2 separate regions of the Sus scrofa genome follow, and region 2 is linked to region 1. A link is a contact called in public Hi-C data. All regions are on one chromosome and are shown on one strand. Each heading gives the region's core, a stretch centred on a gene start, on an enhancer-like site or on the middle of the called end of the contact. The rest is flanking DNA. Distances are from core to core; before and after follow the strand shown. Region 1 has its middle 11 kb from the start of PHLPP1. Region 2 has its middle 73 kb from the start of ZCCHC2.

The links. Hi-C and Micro-C count contacts between places; a contact is called where the count stands out from the background.
Region 2: a Hi-C map of skeletal muscle shows a contact between it and region 1, with 1.8 times the contacts expected there. The contact joins two enhancer-like sites. A contact is called at or near these places in 2 of 5 promoter capture datasets (fetal liver and liver), 9 of 47 Hi-C or Micro-C datasets (brain, embryonic fibroblasts, fetal heart ventricle and 4 more) and 1 of 2 datasets of contacts at active chromatin or transcription factors (skeletal muscle).

What each region holds. Positions count from the first base shown.
Region 1 is chr1:158,873,435-158,876,605 of Sscrofa11.1, reverse strand. No RefSeq gene overlaps it. Among named protein-coding and RNA genes, the nearest start is that of PHLPP1, 11 kb to the right of the region's middle. Within about 2 kb of position 1,660, at least 2 of the 83 cell types and tissues checked have an H3K27ac peak or open chromatin away from gene starts, as enhancers often do. A contact at or near this core is called in skeletal muscle, where this site is marked.
Region 2 is chr1:158,947,675-158,950,796 of Sscrofa11.1, reverse strand. No RefSeq gene overlaps it. Among named protein-coding and RNA genes, the nearest start is that of ZCCHC2, 73 kb to the left of the region's middle. Within about 2 kb of position 1,371, at least 19 of the 83 cell types and tissues checked have an H3K27ac peak or open chromatin away from gene starts, as enhancers often do. A contact at or near this core is called in skeletal muscle, where this site is marked.

The DNA.
Region 1 (3,171 bases), core at 411-2,910:
GTTCAATCCCTGCCCTTGCTCAGTGGGTTAACGATCCAGCATTGCCGTGAGTTATGGTGTAGGTTGCAGACGCGGCTCGGATCCCACGTTGCTGTGGCTCTGGCGTAGGCCGGAGGCTACAGCTCCGATTCAACCCCTGGCCTGGGAACCTCCATATGCTGCGGGAGCGGCCCTAGAAATGGCAAAAAGACAAAAAAAAAAAAAAAAAAAAAAAGGTGAGGTATATTTTTGTCTTCTGGCTTATTTCACAGTTTTGCCTATTCTTAAACTTGATTCAAATACATAGGGTCATATGTGCTCCTTCATGTCTTTTTTTTGCTCAACATAATGTCTTCAAGAAGCATCCCTGTTGCTGCCTGTTTCAGTAACGTGTTCTTTTTCACTTCTAGGTAGTCTTCCATGGTATTATTATATGCCACAATTTATTTATCCATTCTCCTTTGGTGGACAGTTGGGTTGTTATCCATATTTTGGCTATTTATGAATGAAAACACTATACATATTCATATTTTTCTACTTATCTTTTGGTGGACATATTTACTCATTTCTCTTGGGCATCATGCCTGGGAGTGAAATTTGGCGTATGTTAAGCCTTAATAGATACTGTCAGTTTTCCAGAGTAGAATGCAGGAGAACACGAATTGCTCTATAATCTTGTCAGCATTTGGCAGTGTCATTCTTAATTTTAGCCTTTTTAAGATGTGTACTAGTGTCTAATGCAGTTTTATTTTATTTTATTTTTTTGGCTGCATCTGTGGCATATGGAAGTTCCTGGGCCAGAGATCTAATCAGAGCCTCATCTGCAAACTATGCCACGGTTGTGGCAACACTGGATCCTTAACCCATTGTGCTATAGCAGGAATTCTCCAGTTCTATTCTATGGCAATTCCAATTTACAGGCATGGTACATTCTGCAAAATTACGACTTTCTAAAGGTTGGGGAAAAAAATCAGAAACTGGATTCTCCTTTCCAAAATGAAAATGAAAAGTTAAACAGGCAAGGAAGACTTTATTTAAGGCTATAGCAATAATGGAGACAGATCAGAACTCAGTCCGAACTCAAGTCCGTTGCAGCAGAGGGCAGTAGGGTTTCTAAGGGTTGGGGTGAGCAAGTGGAAAAGTACTGGAGGATCTTAGGCCATCTGTGTCAGCTAATTGACTTTATCCAGACGAAAATAAACTTCTTGTATTTGTATGAAAGGAGGCAGTTTTGCAAGTTGGAGCAAGACATCACTAGAGTTAGGCTCCTCTTCTCCCATGGGAAGCAGAAAATATCACCTCACCTCCTTTGAGGATGAAATTTCGAAGAGGTGGCTCCCAGGTCTTGTAGAAAGATATATCTGGGTTCTAAAACTGGAAAAAGCCTTATTAAAAATTTACATCTATCTCAGAGGAGTAGAGAATCAATAATCATAAGTTTTCTAAAGAAAACGCTCTACATAAAGGAAGGTCAGGGGTTGCCATCAGGAAGAAACTTTACAAGGCTGAATCCAGCTGAGGTTGAATCCAACCTTAGGGTTGTCTTGGTCACCTTCCCTGAGACATAGTGAAGATATACTTTGTAAATTCACGCTAGAGTTGCTGCCTCCTCCCTGTGCTGACTAACTTATCTGCCTGCAAGTGGGTTGAGCTTTGCAAGAGTGCCAACTTGGCTAGGATGCCAGCGGCTTGAGCTGCTTTGGGGGCTGATGGAACACAAGCCCAAGGCTATCAGGATTTCGGGAGGGCAAGTACAGCTGCTAGTTGTTGTCAGCTGCTGGGTGTGAGTTTGACACCTCCTTCCCTCGGTGCAGCAGAAAGAGCTTCCATTCGGCTGTGGTACAGAGCTAGATGACACTGGCCATATATGTTTGCCTGGAGTGAGGACTGGGGGCCTCCATGGGTGACATTGTGGAGGTCTGTGTTTTTCTCCAAGGTATAAGGTACCATATACCTCACCTGAGCTTTTCATAGAGCCACTACCATGCAGATCTCAAGAACACAGCCGGATCTGGAACTTGTCATTTTTCCTTGTTTCAGCTCCTCTCTGTCTCCTGCACCCCCGTCCTTGCAACAGTGCTCCCTCTGGCACCTCCTCATTCCAGGCCTAGGAAAGTTTCACATTCTAGGCAAGAGAAATAGTGAATCTGGGGAGTTCTCCAAATGGAAAGAATCTGGAAAGAATCTGCATGTGTCAGGAAGCGAAGCAGCAAGGCTAAAAGGGATCAACAAGGAGAGGCAAGAGAGACAATTCTGGGGGTTCCGGGAGCCTAGCTGGTGTCGTGTTCTGTGTTGGGGTTGTACCTGAACAGAAAGAGGAAGATAACTGTGGTCCCGTTTTCTCCCAGCCTCCAGGGGAACCATTCCCAGAAGGTTTACCCTTTATTTATTTCATATTTAAACAAAAATATGAAAAAAATAAAGCCCATCAGAAACCAAATACCCAACACTCCTGGGGTTTCTAGGAGTGATTGAAACAAAACTGTCTCGCTTGACCTATTTGTCATCAGAAAGTACAGTTGTGGGGAAGAGGTAAGGGAGGGGGGTGTGTCAGTGAAAAGCTTCTTTTCTTGGGTTGCATTCTTTTGTTGTTGTCTTTTTAGAGCCGCATCCACGAAATATGGAGGTCCCCAGGCTAGGGGTCAAATCAGAGCTACAGCTGCTGGCCTACACCACAGCCACAGCAACACGGGATCTGAGCCGTGTCTGCAACCTACATCACAGCTCATGGCAACATCAGATCCTTAACCCACTGAGCGAGGCCAGGGATTGAACCTTCATCCTCAGGGATGCCAGTCAGATTTGTTTCCTCTGAGCCATGATGGGAACTCCCAGCTGCATTTTTGAATCATATTTGGTAGCTTGGCCCTTTCACCTGGGTCCAGTACCCAGTTTTAAAAAATATTAATACTCATTTTTTAACATAACAATACAAAGGAATGATGAGCAATTTTTAAAAAGAATCGACGGCAGCAAATGAAATCCCCAAACACCCTCTCTCACTGAGGGAGAGTTTGGTCTATGCTACCCAAGGTCTAGGGATTGGGCCACCAAATTTGTTGCCCTAATCTTGGTGTCAGAAAGCTTAGGCTTCTATCTTTGCTTAGTTCCATTCTAGCTGTGTGACCTTAGAAAAGATACTGAATCTTTCTGAGCTCTTTACAATGGGAATCATGTATAACTTGTGAAGGG
Region 2 (3,122 bases), core at 122-2,621, 74 kb before region 1:
GTTTTTGTACATAAATTTTAAATTCTGTTCCTTAATCACACTAGCCACATATCAAATGCTCAAGAGCCACATAGGGACGCTAGTGGTGTCTATACGGGAGAAAAACAATTCCATCGCAGGAGAAAGTTCTGATGAGTAGTGCTGGTCCAAACAGTATCCCCTGTTCCAGTCTGGCAAGGAGTTCTAATAAAGAAGAATGTTCCTTCTGGCCCAAGTGGCCACGGCCCCTCTTGTCTACAGAGCAAAATGGAGATGGGGGAAGGGTGTTTGTCAAGCAATCATCTGCCATTAGGACAGGCCATTGGAAAGGGGCCAGGTGGCAGGTGCAGCCACTCCCACACCTGCTGAGGATTCTGAACTGGTTAGGTCCTGTTAAGTCACTTGGGAGGAGAGAAGGGGAAGGGGGTAATCAGGAGCAGAGATGCGGCTGATAATGGTGGAATGGTAGAAAGTTCAGTTTCCTCTAGCAAACTTTTGGTTCAAACTGGGTGAGGGAAACAAGGCCCAGAGATGGGAAGGGAGGGACCCAAGTCTCACCAGGATTCAAGAAGAAAGCCAGAGCCAGGAGGATCCAGGTCTCCTGATGCTGGGAATCTAGGTTATGATGATTAGAAAAATAAGTAGAAAGTATAATTGAGTGACTGATAATGGTGAGCACTCCCGTTTCTTCAGCAGGACCAATTGAGAGTGTTGGTATTTTGCCTCCTAGTTCCTCCTCCAACTGGTGGACCGACCGACCGACCGTAAATAGTCACCTACTCAGTGTGGACTGGGGTCCGCCTGGGGAAGCCACAGCATTCTCAGAATGATGTTGTTAAGTGTGTCGAATCGCACGCTTAGAATTACAAAGAAAACCAATGGTATTAAAATTCAGTTTTGTGCCCGGAACCTAAGGACCACGGATGTAACTGCAAAGGGAAATGAGGCCACTCCTTGACTCCATTTTGACAGTTAGGCAGTTCTCACCCCAGATTTCAAAAATGCAGTCCATCAAGGAGTTCGGCTTCCCTGGAAAGTGGGCCTTTTGGAGACCAACGGAAGGAACTGAGGCCGCAAGAGAATCGCCAAGGAAAATCCGGCTTCCTGCCTTCAGTTCTGGCCGCCAAGTCCTCTGGCCTGTCCTGTGACCAAGCTCGCCCCCCACCTCCCACACCGACACCCAGTCCCCAAACATACATCTTTGAAAATATCCAACAAAAACGCGCGTGGGTCTAGCCTCAGGGCTGCGCTGGGATAGACCCCTCCCCTGGGACGGGATCGCGCCAGATTTGGCAGCGCAGGAACCAGAGGCGACGAGGGCCAGGCGGGGTGGGTCCGCATCCTGCAGGGAAGCCCCCTGGGGATGCCGCACCCCGGGCCTCGCGGCTGCCGCTGCAGGCGCCAGGAAGGCGCTTCGGGTTGCTTGGCCGAGCCGTCTGACCCGCGGGCCCCGCCGTCCGGGGCCCAGACTCGTCACCGCCCCCCGCGGGAGCTTTGCGGCCAGCGTGTAGCGGGCTGACCTCGGCGCCCCTGGAATTGACTGGCGGGCGAGAAAAGGAGCCCTGGTGACCCCCGCGGCCTCGCCCCTCCCTCTCTCCTTTCCCCAGCCGCACCGGCGCGCCGACGCTGCTCTGCGCTTCTCCCAATTCATTTTAGGAGTGAAAGAGACGCCCGGGGGTGTCAGCCGGGCGCGCCGCCCCCAGGGCTGTCGTAATGGCGGAGTCGAGGATGCTAAACGTCCCTCCCGAGTGCGCAGCAGCCCAGACCACCGAGGGTGTCCCTCCGGAAAGGCCACAGGTCCCCAGAGGAGGCCGAGCGCCGCAGAGCCGAGAGCCGCGGAGTTTGGCCCCAAGCCTGCACCACCTGCTCTTCAGAGTGTCCATGTGTGCGGGTGGTGAAGACGGTGAGAGGCGGGCCTTTCCAGGAGGCTCAAGACAGTTTCCCCAGGGCTAGTCTAGAAAGTGCTCCTCTTGCCCCTTCAAATGGTCCCTAGCACCACATCTGGAACCGTCCATGGCCACAAGGCCTGGAAACTTTCCCTTTGGATGTCTTCTCCCATCCTGCATCCCACCCACAATGCCCATGCTGTCTCTGCCCTCGGGTTTGGAATCTTGGTATTTGGACATCCTGAATTGAGCAGGGAGGGATTTGGACCTGGGAATATCTGGAAAATAACAATGTCTGCATATAAGAAACTCGGTTAATGTTATGTGAATGAATGAAGTGAGTCACCATCCCCCACCCTCGGCGGTTCCCTCTGTCCTTCTGCTAATAGAAAAACGGTGTGTGCGTTCCCTAAGTGGGCCTTCTAGGACCACAGCCCTGATGAGAAGGCATTATGAGGGCTTTACACCCCTGAATTTTTTCCCCTTGAGACAAGAGAGGGATGTTCAAAGCCCTTAACCTTAGAACAAGCAGAGAGGGAAGGCAGAGAGGAACGCTTTGAAAGCAAAAGCAAATGGCCTTATTTGCTTTAAGAAGGATACAGGAGTTCCTCTTGTGGCTCAGTGGGTTGAAAACCCAACATAGTGTCCCTGAGGATGCAGGTTCCATCCCTGGCCTCACTCAGTGGGTTAAGGATCAGGCGTTGGGGCAAGCTGTGGGCTATGGCCAGAAGGTGCGCCTGGGATCTGGTGTTGCCCACGGCTATGGTATAGGCTGCACCTGTAGTTCCCATTTGATCCCTTAGCCTGGAAACTTACATATGCTGCTGGTATGGCCCTAAAAATAATAAATAAAAATGGTTCATATAAAACAAAGATATGTTCAAAATAGTATATATTTTTTGAAAAGTATAAACAGTTGAAATCCCTAATTCCAGAGCCCCAATTTTATTTCTCTCCCCAGGGATAACCACTGTACTCAACCTCATCCCACTGCCCCTTGACCTCTGCCTCCAGCTTCTGGCTATTTTCCGCAAGAGACAGTCTGCCTGCAAGCCTCTTGCTTGTTATTCCCTCCAGAACACACCCACCCCCTTTCATTTCCCTTTATTTTAAAGATATGAAATTCATATGATAAAGTGCATAAGCCTTGAAGTGTGCAGCTCAATGAATTTTTACCTATTTTCTACACATATCTTCACCCAGATCAAGATGCAGACTATTTCCAGCATCCTGGCTGCCCGCACCCTCCCCTGAGGT